Linked DNA regions of Mus musculus: region 2 is linked to region 1. Evidence: chromatin contacts called from public Hi-C data. All regions are on one chromosome and are shown on one strand. Each heading gives the region's core, a stretch centred on a gene start, on an enhancer-like site or on the middle of the called end of the contact. The rest is flanking DNA. Distances are from core to core; before and after follow the strand shown.

Region 1 (7,054 bases), core at 4,432-6,931:
AAAATTCAAAGATCTACTCCAATTATTAACTCCTAACCAAACTGCCCCAGATTTTGTTTCTATTCTTTCAAGTCATTGCATTGAATCTCAGACTCGAGGCTTCTCAAGCTCACAGAATACTTGGGACTCACTCTTGTTTCTTTGGGTCAAATTAAACAAGGACATAATGAAGTCATCCACGTGCATTCAAATTTCATACACTGTATATAGACAAGTTGGGAAGAGATGCCTCAATATCACAAAAATGAAAGAACTGTAATATCATAGAACTCATGCATAGATTATTAAAAATGACTGCTGGACAATTTAATGTCAAGTAATAGTGTTTACCATTGCAGCATGACATCAATAGCATTAAGAATAATGTACAATTTAGGTCTATTTTCTTCTATCCTAGCATTCTAAGAAGGATGTCCCCCACCCCCACCCCCCCGTGATGTAAGCAGGCAGCAAGCTCGAAGCAGCGGAATGGCCAGCCACTTTCATTTCCATTAAGACTTCTTAGTTTTTTTTCCAGTATGCACAAATCTTTTCATCTCTGCCATAGCATCGTTCTGCACCTATGCTGACATCTGCGCCTTTGCTTCGGGAAAGGTGCTTTCAACATCCCTCAAGATTTTTTCACTTTTATTCTCAACCGGCTGCACTCACCCTAGTCGCCATGTTCTGGCCGAGGGGAAGGGAGCGTCTTATCACTAGGGTTAAGGGTCAACTTTCTCAGACCCTTTGCTGACATTTCTGGCTTCTGAGTATCGGATGGCTCTTGTTCACTTCATCTGAGGAGATTCCCAGTTCATACGTCCAACATCTCTGCTGGCTCCGTGGTAGTGGGCAGAAGTCTTAAAAGCTAGTGCCACCCAAAACGGCTTAGTCTCGGTAAAGAATTCCAGCTAGCAGAAGCTAAGTGAGCCACTCCTTCTTTCTTGGCATCAACATCTAGGCAGTCATCCAAGCCTTAGTCTTTGAGCAGGTATGTCTCTGCGCTCTGCCATTGCCTTACCCATGGTCCCCTGGGCTTCCCCATACTTTAGAACAGCTTCTTGTTCTGACTCACTCCATCCACACCATTTCGAAAGGACCTCTTCCACTGGTGGCCCTCAAGCTTTATGGATTAGCAAATTAAAAAAAAAAATCTAAACATATTTTACTTTCACTATTTCTACTTTTTAAAAAAAATGTTCATTTTTGTTTTTATTTATGTGTGTGTTCCTGAGTGAGTTTATATGGTTGAGAGCCGTCTGAGTGGTGGCAACCTAACCTGGTAACCTTAACTGCTGAGCCCAATAAAAAAAGGTGTGTGTGTGTGTGTGTGTGTGAGTGTGTGTGTATATGTGTATAGGGGCACGAATGCCACAGCATGTCTATAGAGTACAGTAGGCAATTCTGTAGAGTCAGTTGCTTCCTTCCATGTCATTCTAGTATTGAATAACTCAGTTGGCTAGGCTTTTGTTGTAAGTGCATTCAACTGCTGTGTCTGCTCCCTTAGACTACCATTTTGCTTTTCCTTCCTTCCTTCCTTCCTTCCTTCCTTCCTTCCTTCCTTCCTCCCTCCCTCCCTCCCTCTCTCCCTCTCCCCCCCCCCCCCCAACACGGTCTATGTATCTATCTAATGAGGGTTTCTCTGTGTAACCCTAGCTGTCCTGTCTGTAACTTGATCTGTAGACCTGGCTATCCTGGAACTCAGAGATCTGTCTGCTTCTGTCTCTGGAGATCTGGTATTAAAGTCGTGCACTGTCAGGCCAACTGACCTTTTGGCAAGAGAGAAACTGCTACACAAAGCTGTCTTCTGACACCCACATGTGAATTGTTTCAGGTTGGTACCCAAACATATGTATTACATGTGCATGTGCACATACACACTGATAATACATGAAATTAAAAATGTTACCGGGCAGTGGTGGCACACGCCTTTAATTCCAGCACTCGGGAGGCAGAGGCAGGTAGATCTCTGAGTTCGAGGCCAGCCTGGCCTACAGAGTAAGTTCCAGGACAGCCAGGGCTACACAGAGAAACCCTGTCTGGAAAAAAAAAAAACAAAAACAAACAAACAAACAAACAAGAAGTTAATACATGTATTTTATTTTACAGACAGGCTTCGGATAAGTTTCCTAGCCTAACCTTTTTGTGATATCTCTGCCTCAGTACCCTGAGCCGGGATTAGAGGCATACACTACCACACCCTCACATACCAATAATCTGGATTTTTTTTTCCCCCTCATCTGCTCCTCTGCATCCAATTAGAAGCCCAGTCCTCCAGATCCCACTCCACAACACAAGGCTGCTGACCCCTGGTGTACTTCTGTGGCTACAAAGGTCACATGATACTCCAAGCTTCACCTCCTTGCTTATTTGTTGGTGCTGGGGACTGAACCCAGGTCTTCACAAATGCTAATACCCTCCAGGGAGATTTATCTCCTCATTTTACTTTTATGTTGAGACTGAGTCTAACTAAATCACCTGGCTGACCTTGAATTTTGGATCCTCCTGCCTCAGTCTCCGGAGTACTTGACAAGACAGTCCTTCACCTTCCCCGCCAAGTTACCAAGCATCATTTACAAAACAAAAATACAAAACAAACCCCAAAAACAAGACCCCTAATATTTCAGTATTTCCCAAACGTTTCCACAGACGTGCCTTTAACAGCAGAGGAAACTTTTAAAAGGTGAAAACGTTTACATACGCGTATGCGATGTAGCTCCGGGATGGTCCTTCCAATTGTTCAGCATTACTCTTTGTTCTTTGCTAAGATGGACTATAACCTGAAATTGGGACCTAAAAATAAGCCCTTTCAGGCTTGGTTCAGCGGTTAAGAGCACTGACTGCTCTTCCAGAGCTCCTGAGTTCAATGCTCAGCAACCACATGGTGGCTCACAACCACATGGTTGTGATGGCTTCTTCTCCTCCCCTCCCCCTTCCACCTCTGGAGTTCTGAGAAAACAGGTAAGCACCACCGCAACGTTTGTGTGGAGCTAGAGATGGAGTCAGGGCTTCCAGCGTCAGGGCTTCTGCTAACTGGGCCACATCCCTTTGGGGGGAATCAGAGAAATTTCATCATAGATGCTGGCATCATATGCAAATCTCATGATCTCCTCCACCTTTTTTTATTTCTTAACAGCACCTCACTACAAAGCCTTGGCTGGTTGGTCTGCAATTCACTATGTAAACCAGTCTGTCCTCAAACGCAGAGATTCATCCATCCATCTGCCCAAATGCTGGGACATCACAATTGCTTGTGCCATCACACCCAGCTATTTTTGTTTGAATGTGTGTTGCACAAACCATAATGTAGGTGAAACACCTATACACATACACACAAAAAATAATGAAATAAAAATAAAGAATTACATTTTATTTTCACAGCTATTATTACTCTCTATCGAGCTGGGATGCTTAGTATCTCTCAGTATTTAGTTGTACATGGCTGCTTGCAAATGGCTCTTTGCTATTATTTTCTATCAGAGTTTTTCAACTGAATTCCTTAGAACAGAGCATCAGTATAACCTGCACACTTGCTATCTGTCCTATACTGAACTTCCCAGAATTAGATTGCAGTGCTTCAGAGATCTGGAGAAGCCTTTCAGCACATTGTGATGCAGCTGAAATTTGAAGCCAAAGTTATCCTGCACTTTGTAGTTCCCGCCCCGTCCCGCCCCGCCCCGCCCCGCCCCCAGAGAGATGGTTTTTCTCTGTGTAGCCCTGGTTGTCTTGGATCTTACTCTGTAGACCAGGCTAGCCTTTGAACTCCTGAGTGCGTGGGCCATCACCACCAGGAAAGGATCAAGGGTTTTGAAGGTTCCAGGCCCTACAATTGAGCTACATTCCGAGTCTTGCACTTCATTTTCTCATACAAGTAAAGTACAAGTTTAAAACAGAAAAAACAAAAACTTACTGTATCTTACTCTTATGTAAGTGCAAAATGTTCATTTCTGAGACAAGATGTTACCTCTAAAGGCTCTTTTACAAGAACTCTGCTATAAAACATATTTTTAAGCCTGGTATGGTGGTGTATACCTTTAATTCCAGCAGAGGCAGGAAGCTCTCTGTAAGCTCGAGGAAAGCTTGGTCTACAAAACGAGTTTCAAGACAGCCAGGACTGTTACATAGAGAAACCCTCTCGAAAAACTAAAACAACAACAACAACAACAACAAAAAGGAGAAAATAAAAATTCTCATATAAGTTTTCCAAGTAAAAGAGCAAGAAGGAGCAGATTGTTAAATCACTTGTCGCCTCCTAGTGGCAGTGTCTTAATATTGCGACCACTATCACATTTAATATTCTTTATTTACTAGTTCAGGTTAATAGCCTTCCTCATAGATTTTTTTTTCCTCTGCAAGGAGCTTCAGTCATGCTTGCAGAAGACCTAAGTTTACTTCACACACAACTACTAATAGGACAAAATTCTTTCCTGTTTTGTTGTTCATAAGCACTTAAAATTTTTCTTGCAGTTAATGGTCTCGTGAACATTATAACTACATTCATACTAAGAACAAGAAAGGCAGGTCAGCCAGGCTGTAGTGAACACCCTAAACCCCAGCACTTAGGAGGCTGAGGCAGGCAGAAAGCAGAACTTGAGTTGGAGGTCGTCTGGGACCATACAGAGAGGAATGACCGGGCTACACAGTATAAGCCATGTAAAATACAAGAGGAAAGATATCCATTTAGTAGCTCAGGACCAAAGCATCTACTCTAACTTTCAACTAAATATAAAAGAAACCACTCAGACTGTGTCCTCTCCCTCTCAACCCTCAAGAGAGTTGAGAACGATCATCAATGGCAGATAGCAGTTGCAAAATGCAGCACTAAAAGCCGGCTTCACGCTCAGGAAAGGACACTCTGTCTCCTCCTCGTGGTTTCGGGTGCTCTACACAGTCAGAGAAACTTCTCTAGTAACAAACTATAGAAATGATCCCTGAAAGTATAGTCTTAGTTTAGCGTTGCCAGCCGCCGCGAGGCCACCTCTGACAGCACATTTTTAACTAATGGTGACATTCCCCACCCGCCCCCCCCCCCCCGCGAAAACCCCGTAATATTCTCCTAAGGAATACCATACACATGCACTTTCGAAGCTGTGTTCGTATATTATTTTGCAAAAAAAAAAAACAAAAACAAAAACTCATTCTGAATACTTATGACTTGTAAACTAACTCAGAATCAAGTTCATAATTAACATATTGAGGATAATAGCCAATCACACGCCAGTGTCTTCAGTCATCCTAAGAAAATCACTTCCGGACCAGTTTTAAAGGGTGGGTGCGGCTCCTCAGGCTGCGTTTTACTTAAGATGGGTGTTGATTTGTGTCCTCTGCGGTCTGAATTCCACCCTGTCCCAGTAGCGTCACTGCTGGGTTTGTGTTAACTAAGTAGCCACTCTGGCCTAGAATTTGCATTAATCCTCTCCCTCCCGCGTCCTTAGATGTTGGGATGAAAAGTGGAGGCCACCATTGATCCTCTAGTCTCCTTCGGCAGACAATAAACGTGAGGTTTTGTTTTATAGTGGAGGCAGTTGATTACGCTCATCCTCAGCTACTTACTGAGTTCAGTGTAGCCTGAGCTCTATGAGCCACGTTCTTCAAAGTGGGGCTAAATACCCTAAATTCCCGAAGCTCGGAGCGTGTCGAGTCTCCACGTGGGACCCACTTACGGAAGCCTGGCGTCGCCATCTTGCTTTCTGGCCGGAAGCCGGACGCCGCTGCCCGTATCCAAAATGGCATCCACAGGGGGCGTGGCCAGTGATGGCGTCTCCGAACGCTATGGCGGCGGCAGTGGATCCCATTTGGGAGGACTTGGAGGAGGAGGAAGAGGAGCTAGAGGAGGTTGTAAGCGAGGGTCAGAGGCCTGCGGCGCGGGCGGTCTTGGTTGAGCCACCCCTGGGTGGGGAAGGGAGTCTGGGATGCGGACGGAGGGAGGGAGGCCGGTAGACAGCTCGCTGGCTTTCCGAAGCCCGAGAAGCCGTGGAGGGCTAGCTTCAGTTCTGGTTTACCCATTCTAGAAAGAATCGGTTTCCACCAGAAACTGGATCGAGTTTTCACAGAGAAATTTGGGGCATTTCTTATTTACTGCCCCTTGTCTACCTTATTAACTTTGCTTTCTTCCACCAGGAGCAGTTTGTTCTGGTAGAATTGTCAGGAATCATTGATTCAGACTTTCTCTCCAAATGTGAAAATAAATGCAAGATTTTGGTGAGTCTTAGAATTCGGGGAATGTTGTAGATTTTCTTAAAGTTAAAACAAGACTAAAAGGTGATATGCTTGTCCACAAAGAGAGAGACGTTCATCCCACCTTACAAAGCAGTGATCAAACGCTCCAGGCTCATACCAGAAGAGTAGGTTACAAGGGAGGGATTCTATGGGAGCAGAGAAAATGCCTGACTGCTTCTTCTTCACTGTCTGAATGTGTGGCTGGAGAGAAAGAGCAAAACACCTTGTATGAAACTTCTGGGGGACTTTCAGGACAAAGCCTAATCCATGCTGTTAAGCAGTGCCTGCCTTCCTTGTAGTGGGCGTGGCCTCAGTTCTATCCTCCAATAGTACCACAGTTGAGTGTACTAGTCTGGACGCAGACTCTGGTCTAAGTGTGGATATGTATGCAGTGTTGCCCGGCCGGTCACCAAGTACCCATGTCACCTGCTTCACCATGCCTTTGGTGTGTCTTTGGCTCACTCCTCACAAGCCAATTAGGAAAAAATAGCATGAGAGCAGGCTGTCCTGGTGCACACCTGTAATGCCGGCACTGGAGAGCCCAAGGCAGGCGGATCCGAAGTTCATTGTCATCCTACCCCCCAACTCCCCGGAATGCCCTGGAACTCACTTTGTAGACCAGGCTGGCCTCGAACTCAGAAATCTGCCTACCTCTGCCTCCCAAGTGCTGGGATTAAAGGCGTGCGCCACCACCGCCTGGCTCATTGTCATCCTTAATGATATAGTAAGTTCTAGGCCACCTTGATCTACAGAAAGCCCTGTCTTCAAAATGCCTGGAGAAGACACAGTTTAAAATATTACGTTATTGCCTGATGATGATACATACCTTTAATCCCAGCACTCATGAGGCAGAGGC
Region 2 (7,330 bases), core at 107-2,606, 720 kb after region 1:
GCTACCTACTCCTGTTGCATTCTGAGCCTTGGCTCCCCTGCTATTTATTATGTTCTCCGTTTTCCAACACCACGCCTGTTCCTTTGTAAAGGAACTTGTCTGACTTGGAGTGTCACCTGATTTCTGCTCAGAGGTGGCTAATGGAGAATGAGCTATAACTTGGCTTCTCAAAGCCTTCTTTCTCCAAAAGTGGAACACCGTGGGCCTAGATACTTCCCAAAAGCCAGGCAAGCCATGGGAACAGACGCCCACTTACTAGACCAGCACTGCACACGCCAACTAGATCCACTAGCTCCCACCTGAGAACTGTGCAGCTCGCGCCAGATCAGACAAACAAAGGGAAGAGGGAGGAAATGAAGGTAAGGAGAAGGCTGTGCAGGCAAAGATCAATCAGGAGCCACTGCCCTGGAAGTGCCCACCTTGTCTTGCTGTGTATTCATTGTCTTCAATCAACCGAGCCAATCCAAAGTCAGCAATCTTGCAAATTAGTCCATTCCCCACTAGAATGTTTGCTGATCGCAGATCTCTGTGGATATAATTCATGCGCTCGATGTAAGCCATTCCTGCAGCAACCTGTGGAAACCCAGGGAAGGGGGCACAGCTGTTACACCACAACACCTTGAGAGTCCGTGCTGGTACAGCCACAGCCTGAATTAAGACCCCAGGCCCACCTGTGCCGCCATGTCCACAAGGTTTGGCAACTTCAGAGCTCTTCCTTCACCATCTTTTAAGAAGTCAAGCAAACTTCCTATGAATGAAACAAAACAATTTTAGTTTACTCAGAGAGGCAAAGATTCTCAATAGTGGCTGTATTTGATTTCCTTAGTGGAAGTAAAAGGGAGATGAAAAGGATAATTGCATCAATGGAAAAAGAAAGCTTTGAACAAAAACCAAGAAATCAAGTTTATGTTTTAAGAAGCGAGTTGTAGCTTCTGAAAATAAGCAGTGAGAAAGGAGTTAGTAAAACCAGAAGAAATGAACGTCTCCTTTTATGTTGTCACCAGGAGGAACCAAACCATCCTTCATGTCCCAGTAACCGACGACGTACAGGCGACTGATGTGGAGAGCCAGCTCAGGTGAGCAGGCTGAGGCTCCGACAAGTAGCAACAGTAGTGACAGTATTTGCTGGAAGGGCGTGTCCTCAGGCTCTATCCACTACATCAGGAATCCCAGAGTCAGACACAGATGCCCGTATTTTTAGAAGCTCTCTAGGTGCCTCAGGTACAAGGGACTTTCAGAACTGCTGACTTATTTTCAGATTTTAAGCATCCAAGGAATATGGGTGGGGCAGGAGCTTCCTAATTAGATCCCAGCCAGTCACGCCTGTGCCTCGGACAGCCAGAGCTTCAGAGCCACTCGTGTGAGGCTGAGTGAGGAGGCACGGATCTGACACCGAGGCGGAGATAATCATTTGCAGGGGCTGGATGGCTGTCAGTGTTTTTTTTTTTTTTTTTTTTTTTTTAATGCTTTAATCACAAAGTTATTTACAAAATAACCCTGGATCCAAAGGGCATATAATCTGCCAGGAAAAAATTCCAATTATATTTTAAAAGAAAGTACACAGAGAAGAAAAATTACCCTGGTGTCTTCTGATGTACAATGCACACAGCCTTTTAAGGCTGTTTCTTGTTTGGCTCATTTATTTTTCCAAAACAAAATGATCTCTGGCTTCATTCCCCAACAATGCCGGTTTGATTATAATGATGTACGCATGCTCACGTGTGCGTCAACACATGCATGCGCCGAGAGGGGAGGGAGGGAGGTCATGACTGCGTGTCACCTCTTCACCTGATGTTTAAGGGGAAAGCTGGGGGGAAGGATGTTGAGATGGGGACAGAACTTAACTCAGCAACCATCTGCTATTGATTACTTAGCGCTAAAAAGGGAAACCGAACAGAAGCCACCCATTCAAAATGGCAGCAGCTCTCACAGCCTCAGCTCTGCATTAGCTTGGATAGAAAGATGGATGTTTTAACTGTGCAGAGGAACGTTCCTGATGTGGAACATGCAAAAGGCACTGCACTTCTCAGGAATCCAGGGGCAAACTCCATGTTCCCCTTTTCTAAGTGTTATCCTGAGTGAGCAGAGTGGAATCCCTGAGGATTCCGGTCCCCGGCAGCCCTGTGAGGGGAGGAGGGAGAGGAGGGGAGGAGGGAGAGGAGGGGAGGGGGAGGGGTGCGGCTGACCTTTGCTCATGTACTCCGTGACGATGTAAATGGGCTCCTCAGACACGACCGCGTAGAGCTGCACCAGCTTGTCATGCTTCAGCTTCTTCATGATCTGCGCCTCCTCCAGGAAGGACTCCGGAGACATGGTGCCTGGCTTAAGGGTCTTTATGGCTACTTTTGTATTTCCATTCCAGGTACCTACAGATACCCCACAACAGTAAGTCAATCCAAAGGTACTCTTTTGATGGGAAAAATAATTTTGACCAGCAACTTTGTGCATAAAATCAGACTTTAAATTTTGAAACCTTAAAGTAGTTCTTACGAGCAAAGATAATGGCAAGGACTCTGTCAAGTATTTAAGGAAAAGCAAGTTTACTCACAGCTGTTTAATAATTCACTAACTTTTCCCATTTGATATGTATCACTCTTTTTATGGCTTATGCATATAATTGTGAATTTACACCAGAAAGCTCTGGGCTCTTATTTAAGTCATGACAGTCTAGGATTTAGAATTGGCCTGAGTATCCAACAGCTGTCCCTTAGATAAAGGAAAAGCCTGAGAGAAATTAGATTAAATTCCATCTTAGAGGCTATAAAAATCTGGCCATACCAAGGATGCTTGGAGTAGGCTTTCAACTGTCTACTGGATGAGACACTTGACTGAGTCCTTCAGAAGACAAGCTAAGTGCACCCTTAAGCACAGGCCAGGAGCACACCATCTCCTTGCCCATACTTTCCCAGGTAAGGTCAATTTCTCCAGCTTCCCATGAGTTAGCCACAGGAACAATGCCTTCTATCAGGTGGGCTGGGAAATCAAAGAGCAGCCAGGAAAGAAAAGTACGTACATGTGACATGTTTAAGTACGTCTTTAAAAATCAAGCTGACCCAAAGGCCAGACCTGGCTCATGGCCACTGTCAGTTCATCAGTAAAACAGGAATGAACTAGCTTGGCTTTCTGTTCTCAAATAAAAAGACAGAATTCTGGCTTGTTCTATTTCTAACCAATGGCTTTGAAGGATAATTTTATAAAAGGAAAATAAAAATCTAATTTGAGATTCTATTGCTTACAATTTGAAAGAGAATCCAGGTTCACACTAAGATTTACCTAGGTGTCATCTATGACTTTCCACTCTAAGGGGTCTATATCTGAAGCATTTATTATTCTGTTAAAACATAAAATTACAACATGCATCCTACAGGGGAAAAACAAGTGAAAAAGAACCAGTGGCAGGTGTAAAGAGTTCTTCTATCTCAGAGAGTGTCTGCCTTTTGGTGTAACGGGAACTCTGACATCATTTAGGTGGTCTACGGGATCTGACTGATAACATTTTGTAACTTTAAGCATAGTGCCATCTCCACTCCTCACAGCTTGGGTAACTGCCTAGGCACCTACGCCAGCTCTGATGTCCTGTGGGAAACACCCTGGTGCTTATGTAATGGCTTAAGATTGACACCTTACGACCATCTGTACATGTTGTATTCTTGTAGACTCTAAGGAAGGGAGACCCCAATACACTTTGTTATCATTTTATGGACAAACATTTTGGGGAGGGGTCTAAGTTTATAGTCTGTCTGTAAGTAAAGTTGCAACTGACCCAGAGGGCTATGAAAGCCATCTCAAGGGCCCAGTGCAGTTGCCGTTACTGAAGAATGTGCACACAATGAAGATATGTGTGCATGGATCCAAGATCTACAGGAGATTTTAACCATGTCTGATATAATCCTTAAATAATCCAGCGAAGCAGGTACTATTCCAAGTTTACAGATGAGGACTGGAGCCAGAGGAGTTAAACAGGCCCTGCATTTATACTTAATCACCCAGCAAGGGTTTAGACCCAGGCTTGGTGTGAAGAAAGCCCAGGACCTTACTCTATGGCATCTTACCATCCCATTTCACAGGAAGAGAAAGCGTCACCATCACTGGGTTCCTGTCCTGCAGGTGTTTAATGAGCCACATGAAATAGGACAGGTGAACACAGCGAGGTGCCACTGACTTCTGCAAACCTGGGTGGCTTGAGCCCATCTAGTCACAAAGGTTAAGGGTCTTTGTCCCAACGGCCACATACACATTTCTGTTCAAAACTGTCCTTTTCATTGGCTTTGAGATGCAGCCAAAACAGAATGTGCCCTCTGCCTTACCAAGCCACACTTCAGCGAAACACCCCTGCCCCAGCTTCTTCTCCAGAAACAACGAGTCACGTGCAACTTCCCAAGCATCTTTAGCCAATCCAGAAGTTTGTGGGGTACAACTTGATGAAACCACAGTTAAGTTAAAACACAAACCATCAGCTTTCTCTACAGGAAAGGGAATTAATAAAGAAAACAGTCCTTATAATCCATAATCATGCATGCACTAGGAAAGATGGAAGGTGACTTCCCTGACGGCAACATTGAGCCAGGTTGGAACACTGTAGCACAACTGGAGACAGCTGTAGTTCTTGCCTGTTTCTAGCTCTCTTTGAGAGATTCCAAATTTTTCCAAATAAAAGTTGAATAATTCAAACTGTCTGTTTGTCCTGATCATAAAATATCTTTATTTCCACCTTCCATCTTGATGTTTGGGATTTTCCAAACGAGGAAGCTAATAAGAGAGTAATTGAATCTCAGCATACCCATCCATACTTCCCCAAACTGCCCATTTCCCAGTCTCTTGATCAACTGCAGGGATTCTCGAGGGATTTCCCAGACATCTTTGGTTTTGACAGACAGATCGGTAAGCCTTGGCATCCCTTTGTGACAGGGAACTACTAGGCGGCAGCAGAGACCTGCGGCTCTCTCTGGAGGAGCAGGGCAGCGGTGAGGGAGAGAAGAGCAGAATATGTAACGACAACACGCACAGGCCACAGGAGATTCGACGCACATGAGCAAACATTTGCTGGAGGCAGATGAGGATGTGTCAGATATGGACACCGCTGTACCATCGGGCATGCTCGCTGCTCACAGGCACGGCCTGCTTTGGCTTCTGTGTACTTTAGTCTAATGAACTCGTATTCACTGCCTCAAATTCAAAATGCCCTTGCTACTTTCAAAAAGTACATATAAAAATAAAAACTGTCCCTGTCCCTTCCGGTATCTAGGGACTGAGGGACTCTCCCTGGTAAATGTCTGTTTAAAATGTGACTTTGGCATAGGAGCCTCCCACAGACCTCTGGTCTGTTAGAGCTAGCCGGTCTCAGGAGGACACCTGCAGCGGGAGAGGATGTCACATTCTCTGCAGTCCTTCTGACTCTACTGCTCCTGTGTGCTCACATTGCTTTTTTGCAATTTTCCACTAAAAGCAAACAAAAACAAAAACACGACCTTTTAAACAGCTTTCTATGCATAATTTAGGAGTCTGGATTTAAAGAAGTAATGGAAATTAACAACATTCACAGAAACTCAGTGACATGAAAAGCAGGGAAACAGTAGCTTCCATTCAGGTTACTGGGAACTTGGTCTTCCCCCACCCCTTCTTTTTGAAAAGAATATTCCTTTGAGAATCTAGCAAAGGTATGGGGAGACTGACTAAACGCCAACAGAGAGTAAGCAGGCAGGGAAAGATGGGGGCCAGAGAGACCCTGAACCGAGGGGGCCAAAGCCCCCTACGTCCCTGGAAGCCTCTTGGATTCTAAGCACAAACTGTGGCTGTCTCTTTTCTGGGAATTCTTAACTTACTTTTCATTCCTTTTTTTTTTTTTTTAAATCTGTTTCTGAGATGTTTAGGCAGGAAATTATTTATGTGTCGGTATTTCAAAGGCATTCTATGTGCAAGAGAGAAGAGGAAAGAGGAAAAGCCAATATAAAAACAAATCTAACTCAAGATGGATTTTTTTCCCTGAGATTAAAACTCGTCTAGGGTGCTTCACATCGGCTCCCTCCTTCAGCTTTATGATGTTATTAAGGTGCCCTTTCCAGCACACTATTTTCAAATGATCCAAACCCTGGGGACCCTGCGGATGTTTGCCTGTAATGAAATATATTTCAGCATTTGAAAAAAATCCTTATAACATACAGGCGTTTTGTGTATATCACTGAAGTGCAAGGAGGTTTTCTGCTCCATTTCTCTCAGTATTTCATTAGAATCCACATAGAGTGAGAGAGCTAATGCCCAAATCACTGGCTCAGCCACTGTTAATTTCTTAACTGCTCATCAGTGGCCAGAATCAGTACATAGGCATTTCGTATTGTTATTTTTAAAAGGCTACAAGTCTCTTTGGTGTGGCAGAAACAGCACAGGTATTTTTCAATGGTGGTAAAAAGGGTGTGGTGGCTCCGTCCGTAATCCCAGCATTTGGGATGCTGACACTAGAGGATTGCTCAAACTCTGAAAGTCCACCCTGGGCTACAAAGTGGATACTGGGCTCCCTAGGGCTACAAGTGAGACCTTACCTTGGAAAAAAGGAGGGGTCATGTACACATGCATTGTTTAGCAGGACACACTTGTTAACCAAGGAGGGCAAGCGGCACACACTAAACACTGCGCATAGAGCTACATATTTACATAAGACGCACATGAACGCACATACACCCAATAACTGAATGGCCAAGAACAGCAGAAGAACAGGATTATGGGACGTAAAGACAAAGTCTAATCTTTGTTTAAAGTCATCACAGTAGCCGGGTATGGTGGCGCACACCTTCAGTCTCAGCAGTAGGAGGCAGAGGCAGGGGGATTTCTGAGTTGGAGGCCACCAGGGCTATAGCGAGACCCAGTCTTTAAAAATTGAAAAAACAAAAACAAACAAACAAACAAACAAAAAACCAAGAAAGTCCAGGAGATGGAGGTAAGGGAGCTGTGGCCTCAGCAGGCAAGCTGGGGGGGGGGGGGGAGTGGGGGCGGGGCGGAGGGAACCCTGCAGCAGCACAGATTTTCTTCTACAGAGTGCAAGAATGTGCTTCCCTCTGCTGCGGTGAAGGATCAAGTGAGGCTCCCTGGGGGCCGTCTGAGCCTGCCTAGGGACAGCTCCTTTCCTCCTTTCCTCTCACAGTTCTGCATGGCAATGAAGGCAAAGGTAAAGAACGTGCAAGGATTTTTATTATGAAAATTAATATACAAATACAGCTTTCAAGATTTAAACTACTGCCTTCTACTGGGGGGAACTTCTGGAAAACACAGGAGGAAAATCCTATCTGGGGCAGAAGAGCAACAGAACCCCGGACTCCATCTGTCTGTCTGACTGTGG

The links. Hi-C and Micro-C count contacts between places; a contact is called where the count stands out from the background.
Region 2: a contact with region 1 is called in a Hi-C map of the N1E-115 cell line, with 4 times the contacts expected there. The contact joins the enhancer-like site here to the promoter of Gtf3c6 in region 1. A contact is called at or near these places in 1 of 39 promoter capture datasets (hippocampal neurons), 2 of 484 Hi-C or Micro-C datasets (the G1E-ER4 cell line and the N1E-115 cell line), 4 of 115 datasets of contacts at active chromatin or transcription factors (the 230-238 cell line, T-cell acute lymphoblastic leukemia, embryonic forebrain and 1 more) and 1 of 9 other capture datasets (adipose tissue).

The regions. Positions count from the first base shown.
Region 1 is chr10:40,256,339-40,263,392 of GRCm38.p6, reverse strand. It overlaps Gtf3c6 (general transcription factor IIIC, polypeptide 6, alpha), which reads left to right and starts at 5,681. Exons shown (of 6, transcript NM_026113.5): 1 at 5,681-5,814; 2 at 6,100-6,180. The coding sequence starts at 5,734. It overlaps Rnu3a (U3A small nuclear RNA), which reads right to left and starts at 4,925; the gene lies at 4,714-4,925.
Region 2 is chr10:39,527,052-39,534,381 of GRCm38.p6, reverse strand. Fyn (Fyn proto-oncogene) reads right to left here. Exons shown (of 14, transcript NM_001122893.1): 9 at 4,781-4,945; 10 at 2,187-2,366; 11 at 672-748; 12 at 420-573. Among named protein-coding and RNA genes, the nearest start is that of Gm40627, 60 kb to the left of the region's middle. Within about 2 kb of position 1,356, at least 89 of the 459 cell types and tissues checked have an H3K27ac peak or open chromatin away from gene starts, as enhancers often do. A contact at or near this core is called in the N1E-115 cell line, embryonic stem cells and hippocampal neurons, where this site is marked.